Linked DNA regions of Mus musculus: regions 1 and 3 are each linked to region 2. The links are chromatin contacts, called in public HiChIP or PLAC-seq and promoter capture Hi-C maps. All regions are on one chromosome and are shown on one strand. The core of a region is the stretch at or near the end of the contact, and the rest is flanking DNA. Distances in the headings are between cores, read along the strand shown.

Region 1 (2,700 bases), core at 65-2,564, 1.2 Mb before region 2:
ACTTCCATGTTAAAGGCTCTGTGGCTCTCCTGGGTATCCTCTATAAAATGGCTGACCAGCTGATGCTGCCCGCTGGTCTGGACCCCTTAGTACCTCTCAGTCTGCCTCTTACCAAACCCCTCAGAGTGAGAAGACCCATGTGCCACCGTGAAAGACTGTCCTTCTATCAACTCCATGTCTTTTCTTGTCATTTGTCTCAGACTCTCCAGTGCTCCATCCCTTAAGTATGACCTCATGAAAGTCCAAAGTTCTAGCCTGCACATGGAATATAACACACCCTTAAACGTTTGAAAGTTCCAGCCTCTGAGAGTCATCAGCCCCACTTCAGAAGACAATGCTCTTCAAACTCAAAAACTGGGAAGTCATCTTTGCATGGTCTCTTGACGTATGTATGCCTTAGGCCACTGCTGGCTTATTCTTTCTTAGTATATATTTCTTTAAATTGCCAAAGCTGTTTTTTAAAATGGTTATTGTTATTATCAGTATGTGTGTGTGTATGTGTGTGTGAAATGTGTGTGGGCATGATGTGTCAGGGCATGCATGTGCCAGGCTGGCAGTGACTGTGGAGTCCAAGGACAGCTTTGTGGAGTTGCTTCTCTTTCCGTTTTTTATCTGGGTTGTGGGCATGGAACTTAGATCATCAGACCTGCACATTCAGCACTTTATCCAGTGAGCCATCTGACATTCTAAAATAGATAGTCATGAGGGTACTGGAGAGACGCGTAGTTCCCCCAATAAACTTAGGGTGAACACCCACAAAACAAACAAGAGTCAGTAAGCGACAGTGACTACAAACGCTCTTCACACCATGGATGAGCCCCTCCTCAGACTCAGAAAGCTGGCTGTTGCTAGCATGTGGGCCATCAAATTTTCTATCTTCTTGCCTTCCCAGAGCTTCACTCTTTGTCCCATCCCTGGCAAAAACCAGCCAAAGCAGGTTCCTTCACTCCTCCTACACGTTTCTTTAAAAAGCTGATCTACTTCCCTATAGCCATTGCTAACCGATTGGCACTGGTCAAGTATCCCAAGGTTTTGGTGCCTCTGAGCGCTGGAGGAGCCCTAGAGGGCAAAGAAGAGGAATAAGGCTCCGAAGGGAATCTCTTACCTCAGCTTCTGGCTGGCAGGGACAGTTATCTTATTCAGCTTGTCCATTTTCTTGAGAGAGGATGTGTCGCTGTCCAGGGGGGTGTCAGCAGCTCCTGGACTTCCTGGGGAGCAGCATGGTAAGGCTCTGGCCTCAAGAACTCAAGCCACTGGAACTGACTTCTGCGAGCAACCCACAGGCTGCTGGCAAACACCCCTGCACAGGGGAAGTAAAACTCGCTGGAGCGCATCGCCAAGTTTCATGTTTCTACGAGGTCATGTGATCCAGGGAGTCAGCCAGCCTGGCTGATTACTGTGCGTTGTGTAAACTTCGGTAGTGAAACCTTATTGGGCATGCAAATCCCTTCCAGTAGCTCTTTTATGATCAGGTGTGTTGCCAGGTTGGATAAGTTTCTGACTGAGCACTACTTCCTGTTTGTCCCAAACCTTAGGTAGTCCCTGTTTTTAGCAGATGGCCAGAGTCACCCTGCCACTTCTTAGGTACAAGGAAAAGCTGAATAATCAATTATATCTGGATGGCTCTTTGGGGGCTTTCTGCTCATTTGCATTAAGCCATGGGTTAGCCTCTTCTTCTTAAGAACTAAGACATGAAATGGACAGTTCTTGTCACCGAGGTCACAGCAGTGGTCATTTAAAATGTGATAGGTAATTCTTTGTGCAAGGTCAAGGTCACTTAGGGGTGGGGAAAGGCGACCCTATCGTATGCTGTGTGGAGTCAGGAGTTGCCTTGCTGAAAGCTTGCCATTTTCAAATAAAGACAGGATACACTCAAAAGTCAGCTGAGGACAAGCCTAGTGATTTCCCAACACATGACATCAGGCGGATGCCTCCTAACTCCCCTCCATGTCTTCCCCTCTCATCACACCCAGTGCGACATGTCAGGTGTAGGGGTATCCCAAGCACAGTGAAATCCCACACCTGCCTCTGACCCCATCTAGACAGTTCTGCTATACTCCTCGAGACAACAAAACACAAAAAACAAAAAAATGAGAGGGCGTGTTCTTTCTTCCCCTTGGACCTGAACACCCCCACCCCCACTCACCTGGCACATCCTAGTCACCTTTGTGAAAGGAGATTACGTTCTGAACATTATCAAAGGACCATCGACCTGGGTCTAAAGAATGCACGGGGGGTTGGAGGGAGACAGAGTGGAGGGATTTCAGTTATCTCTCCTGTTATAGCTTCAAGGGCCTGGCTGAGGAGAGAGTGGGAAGGAGGACCAGGCCAGAGAAGGGAGGAGAAGAGACAGAGAGCAAACCCGGATTTCTTCCCGCCCCTGCCCACCCCCACCCCCAGGTTCTTTGTTCAAAGAGGAGCTCTTCGGTCCTCCTGGTTCCTTGACTGTTCACGTTCATGCACTATATCTGAATTTGCCATTCTTCAGGATGTCCGAGAGCTGATGCCTCAGAGTGGTTGAAGGGTGAGGTCCCTTTGCAGAAGAGTAGGGCATCAGGAGAGAAATGCAGACACTTGCTTCCCGTAACTGTTGCCTTTCTCTAATCTGCCTGCACGGTTTTCTTGCAATGTATCCTGAAGGAGATCTAGTTCCCTGCCCCGCCCTTCCCACAGCTCTTAGCAGAAAGGAACATAAAAACC
Region 2 (2,700 bases), core at 58-2,557:
CCAATTGGCAAGCAACTCCATTTGTATGTACTGAGGGGCTCCTACATGCCAGGCTCAGGCAAAGATGGATAAGCCAGAATAGACCAGTTTTTGATGTAGTAGACTCAGAACTAGGGATGATTCAAATGGAGGCCCAGACAAACAAATAATTGTCAATGTGGGGAGCTCAACCTTAAACCAGTAAGTGCTTAAACTGGGTATGTCTGCTGGTGAGGGAGTGTCTGGAAAATAAAGAGCATTCTGAGTTCATGTGGGAAACTTGCAGTTCATAAGTGACAGAGTTTGGACATGAGTTGGGGAAGGAAGTGGAAAAAACCCAAGAAACTGGAAGTTGGTTGGGGACAGATTATGTAATGTGCCACATTGACAGGACACAGCTCCATACTGGGTTGGGAACAGCCAGGTCAGTTGTGTAACATTGCTGAAGCACAAAGGTTGGCTCTTTGGTGGGGTGGAGAGCAGAGAAGCCATCTCTGGCTTCCTGGTCTGAAACCCTTCAGTCTTCAGGAAAAATGAAAACAACTATTGCTCTCCTGTCTTGGGTCGCGGGAAGCTTACATAGAGAGGGCCCTGTAATGTCAATGAACCTTGGCATCGTTGGGATCCTTGCCATCTAGGTCAATAGTTAAGCATACGGGACATGCCATCTCTGAGACCTAGGCCTGTCCTGACCATGTTAGGTGACATGTTTTTAATCTAAGCAAGACGCAAAGATGGCCAGGAAGGAATGGTCGAAGTGTTTGGCGTTGCTATGCTCTGTGCGCTGTGGGTAAGGCAGCTGGGCCTCCAGTGAGTGATAGTTTTCTTACACTGACCAAGAGACCTTCATGGCAAGACAGTCTGAGACCAGCTTTGGACAGGCGAGTTTGTGGTGGGCAAGTGAAGGGTACTGAGGATGTCCCAGTGAGAACAACTGTCAGTTCAGACCTCCTGCTTACTCAGGCTTGATGGGACGCCTCGATGGGAGAGAATTATGTCTCCAGTCTCCTGTGACTGGAGAGAATCAAGAGGGTCCAGCCACAGGCTGGGCAGAGGCTGTTGTAGCTTTCTTCTCGAAGACCTAAGATCGGCCAGGCCTGCGAGGCAGGAAGGGCTGGGGTGGCTCCAGATGTGGCAAACTTGGCCCAGCAGCCTGGGCAAAAGGCCTGTCATGGGCCAGGGGGGTGCGGGCATTCAGCCCTGGCTGCAGAAGGAAGGAATGGGAGCGGAGGAGAAAGGGGGGGTAGCCAGGGTGGAGGGCGCGACGGCAGGAAGCTGGGAGGCGCGAGGAGGGGTGGAGACCAACGAAGGGGACGGCCAAAGAGCGAGTAGGAGGGCTGGAGAGAGGGAGAAAAAGGAGAGAAGGGAGGAAGGGTGCCGATGAGAAGCAGCGCTGAGGACTTGAAGTAGAGGGAGGAGGGCAGGCCTCGGAGCAGCGGGAGCAGCGGGAGCAGCGGGAGCAGCGGGAGCAGCGGGAGCAGCGGGAGCAGCGGGAGCAGCGGGCCCGGGCTCGGGCCGCCCCCGCGAGCAAGGCGCCGCCATTCCGCTGCTCGGGGCGCCGCCGCCGCCGCCGCCGCGTCCGGGGGCCATGCTCCCGCCGCCCCCGCGCCAGCCGCCGCCCCAGGCGCGCACGGCCCGCGGCTCCCTGCGCCTGCAGCGGGCTTTCCTGCGCGGCCCGCTGGGCGTGCTGCGGCTGCTGCAGCTGCTGGCCGGAGCCGCCTTCTGGATCACCATTGCCACCAGCAAGTACCAGGGCCCGGTGCACTTCGCGCTCTTCGTGTCCGTGCTCTTCTGGCTGCTCACCCTGGGGCTCTACTTCATCACGCTGTTGGGCAAGCAGGAGCTGGTGCCCGTGCTGGGCTCGCGCTGGCTCGTGGTCAACGTGGCGCACGACCTGCTGGCGGCTGCTCTCTACGGGGCGGCGACGGGCATCATGATCGACCAGACGCAGCGCCACAGCTACTGCAACCTCAAGAACTACCGGCTGCCCTGCGCCTACCATGCCTTCCTGGCGGCCTCTGTCTGCGGCGGCCTCTGCCTCGGCCTCTACCTACTCTCGGCACTCTACGGCTGCTGCCGTCGCTACCAGGGCAAGGAGGAGGTGGTGTGAGGCCACCCGCTCCACCGCGGCCCAGATCGGTTTAGGGAATCCCTCCCGAACCCTTCCTGCCGCCGCCTAGTGCCGGTGTGCCCCTGCACCCTCTCCCTGCCTGCGTTTCCACTGCCCGCGCCCTGGATCCCCGACGTTCAGTTCTAGTCTGACTGCTGTACCGCAGCTCAGCCCAGATATCAGCTTCCAGGGACCCACGCAGCCATCCGAGGCGCCGACGCACACACCCAGTTGGGCCGCTTCAGGCGAAGCCTGGAAGTCCCTTTCCTCATTCCCTGTCGAGAGCTAGACGTGGACAGGCGCCGCCGCGTAGATCCGGGGGAGGCTCCCAAATTGGAACCAGTCTTTGGACTGCGCCATTGCCCCCTCCCTCCTGCCCTGCAGTCGGAAGAGCATCCCTTCCCTGCCCCCTCTTCCAGCCTAGGGAGGTGTAGAATGCAGTCAGGCAGCTGCAAGAGGAGCTGGGGACAGGCTTTAGCTAGTGCTAGGATGGATGATGGATGACGTCTTTAGTTGTAGTTTGGCTCTCTCCCTGCGCAGCCCTACGTCTACGAAGTCTTTGGGTGGAGTCAGCTACAGAAGTGGTGGATAGCAAAGGCCTGCTGGCTATA
Region 3 (2,700 bases), core at 112-2,611, 1.6 Mb after region 2:
TCTGCACTACTGAGCCCTTTCTTACTGGGTTCTCAGTCTCTAAATGTGCTATTCCCTCCCACACACTTCCATTTATACTACCCACTGGAGATCGGGGCTGGCATCGTTATGCCCCAGACTTTCCTGGATCTTACAACAGGTTACTGTCACAGCACAAAGTACCTTCCCTACCACAAGCCTTAACACACAGTCATGTATCAGGTGATCTGTCCCTATGCCCCACTAAGCTGGGAGCTCTTCCTCTTGCTCCCTTTGTAGTACTGGGTCCTTACACAGCAAGACCTAATACATATTTGGTACTCGAACTAACAATTGAATGAACTGACTCCTCAAGGGCAGGCACTATGTGGGCATATTTTTTTTTCCAGGAACATAACAAACTCTAGAATTCTCTGGTTTCTCTTCACACCATAAAGATCTTTCACCTTTTACTACTGATTATCAGAGAAGAGAATACATGTCTTCTTTTGAGTCTAACACTAAGAGCAAAAATATGTTGGCCGGGCGGTAGTAGCGCACACCTTTAGTCCCAGCACTCGGGAGGCAGAGGCAGGTGGATTTCTAAGTTCAAGGCCAGCCTGGTCTACAAAGTGAGTTCCAGGACAGCCAGGGCTACACAGAGAAACCCTGTCTCGAAAAACCAAAAAAAAAAAAAAAAAAAAAAAAGTATGTTCAGTTTCCTACTTCTAAGTAACTGGGTATCTTAGACAAGCAACTTAAAGTAAGTCTCAATTTCCTTCACTGTGGAATGGGGCTACATAGGAGTTCCTGACTGCCTGGTGGCTTTTAGCAAAAACCAAATGTGCAAATAAATGCATAAATAAATAAAATAAAAAGAAAAGAAAAATTACTGAGCCTTTATCACGTGCTAAGGGTTTGATGTATATTTAAAATTTTAATCCTTACAAACACCTTGTGTAACAGGTCGTTCTCCCATTCTACAGAAAAGGAAATTGAAACTTAAAAGCTAAGTAAATTGGTCAGTCATACACAGCAGTGGGTAATATTTCCGGATCCGCATTCAGGGAGGTGTCGGGACACAAGGAAATATGTCCTGAAATGAGAAGGCGAGCCGGACTTGCAGGGCGGTCCGTTTACTTTATCCTGGCCTTTTTTATCCCAGCCCGGCTTCCGTGATCCGAGCCAGCAGGAGTGGGTACCTGTGTTCTGGACGCCACCCTAGGGACCAGGAGCCCGACATTGCGGCTCCCCGTCAAGGCCCTCAGGGACGGAAGGAGCAACCGTTGCATGCTGACAGTACAGCGCCACTGCCGGAGCGCCCCAGCGAGCTGCGGTCCGCTTCTCCGCTCCCGAAAGAACAAGCACTTCCGGGTCAGGCGTCGTGCGCGCCCCCTCGCGCTAGGTTGGCCACTGCGCGTGCACGCACGACTCCCTGGGAGGCTGCCGGGCACGGGCGTCGGGGACGCGCCTCCTCCGTCGCTCGCGCGGCCGCGGGGACTCAGTGGAAACCGAAGGCGAGCGAGGGAGGAACGCGGGAAGCATGAAGAAAGGGGCTTCTTGCGAGCGGAAACAGGCGTGGATATCGTCGGGGAAGGCGGGTGCGGAAGGTGGCGGGGCAGGGGGGCGGTCGGCCGGTGGACCCCGGGGTGGGTCCCGGCTTGCCAGGCTTTCCCGCGGTCGAGTTTCTCAGTGCTCCGGAGTCCCGGGCAGTCACGCAGTCCCTCAGCTGCTCCTGGATCCCCGCCAGTCTCGCAAGTGCCCTCAGCGTCCCGCCGCCCCTAGGGCCACAAGAGGGCACCATACCACCTCCCTGTCTCTGTGGTAGATAATAAAAGTGTGGTGACAGCTCTACAACCTAGAGCTGCCACCGAGGGTGGCGAGTGGGATCCGTTCCCACAGCCATTGCGTAACAGATGACTGGTTGCTTCCTGCGGGAGATATGCCTATTAATATGTCAAGACAAATAACTTTTATGAAGGATAAATATCCCTAAACAAAACAGCAAAAGGGGCAATGCTCTGTATTTTGCAAATCTCTTTTAATATCTCACTTGATGGAAGGTAGTTGGATTCTCATACCTGTCTCAGCGTGTTTAAGTGTTCTAAAGCTGCAGTCCGCTCCCAAGAGGCAAATACAGACACAGACTCCCCAAAGCCATCTGGAGTCTCTAACTTTGAGCACTACTGCTTCAAATGTCTTTTTTGATCCCTACTTTTTGCTTTTTGCTCAGGCTCCTGTTGCAACAGTTTGTAGACATTCCCATACTTTTGTATGGAGCTCCTGATACTCCTTCAGCATCTTCAGCCCCACTGGTGGGGCTGTTACCAGATTTGTGGAGTTACTGTATTGTTGTTTACGACCATTGGTTAATGTTTGAATCCTAATCTATGGGACTGATAGTCTTTTATTAAATCAATGACTATTGCAACTTATTAGGAGGTGACAGATTTTTGTTTGTTTCTCCAAGTAATCTTTCATCATAAAAGCAATATCAGGTAGAAGAAGTCAAGCAATATAGAAAGGTAAAAATAATTCCAAATTCATTGCCCAGGAGTAACCACTATTAGAATGTGGTGACTGTTCTCGCAGAGATCAATACATGAAGCATGAATTAAACACTTTAAAAGTGTGTTGGTAATTATTGTGTGGGGGTGGGTACATGTGCCATAGTAAGTGTGTGGAGGTCTGAGGACAGCTTTGTCGAGTTAATTCTCTCCTTCCAACTTTAAATACATTCAG

Evidence for each region. Promoter capture Hi-C pulls out the DNA fragments that hold promoters and counts their contacts. HiChIP or PLAC-seq counts read pairs in DNA pulled down with a chosen protein or histone mark.
Region 1: a contact with region 2 is called in a promoter capture Hi-C map of liver, with 2.8 times the contacts expected there. The contact joins the promoter of Blnk here to the promoter of Marveld1 in region 2. A contact is called at or near these places in 1 of 39 promoter capture datasets (liver) and 1 of 484 Hi-C or Micro-C datasets (muscle stem cells).
Region 3: a contact with region 2 is called in a FOXA1 HiChIP or PLAC-seq map of pancreatic cancer cells. The contact joins the promoter of Cutc here to the promoter of Marveld1 in region 2. A contact is called at or near these places in 2 of 39 promoter capture datasets (liver and stem cell-derived epiblast-like cells) and 1 of 115 datasets of contacts at active chromatin or transcription factors (pancreatic cancer cells).

What each region holds. Positions count from the first base shown.
Region 1 is chr19:40,992,907-40,995,606 of GRCm38.p6, forward strand. It overlaps Blnk (B cell linker), which reads right to left and starts at 1,315. Exons shown (of 17, transcript NM_008528.5): 1 at 1,106-1,315. The coding sequence starts at 1,152.
Region 2 is chr19:42,146,082-42,148,781 of GRCm38.p6, forward strand. It overlaps Marveld1 (MARVEL (membrane-associating) domain containing 1), which reads left to right and starts at 1,308. Exons shown (of 2, transcript NM_183195.2): 1 at 1,308-2,700. The coding sequence starts at 1,568. The coding sequence ends at 2,089.
Region 3 is chr19:43,751,662-43,754,361 of GRCm38.p6, forward strand. Cutc (cutC copper transporter) reads left to right here and starts at 1,362. Exons shown (of 9, transcript NM_001113562.1): 1 at 1,362-1,559. The coding sequence starts at 1,502. It overlaps Cox15 (cytochrome c oxidase assembly protein 15), which reads right to left and starts at 1,339. Exons shown (of 9, transcript NM_144874.4): 1 at 1,161-1,339. The coding sequence starts at 1,250.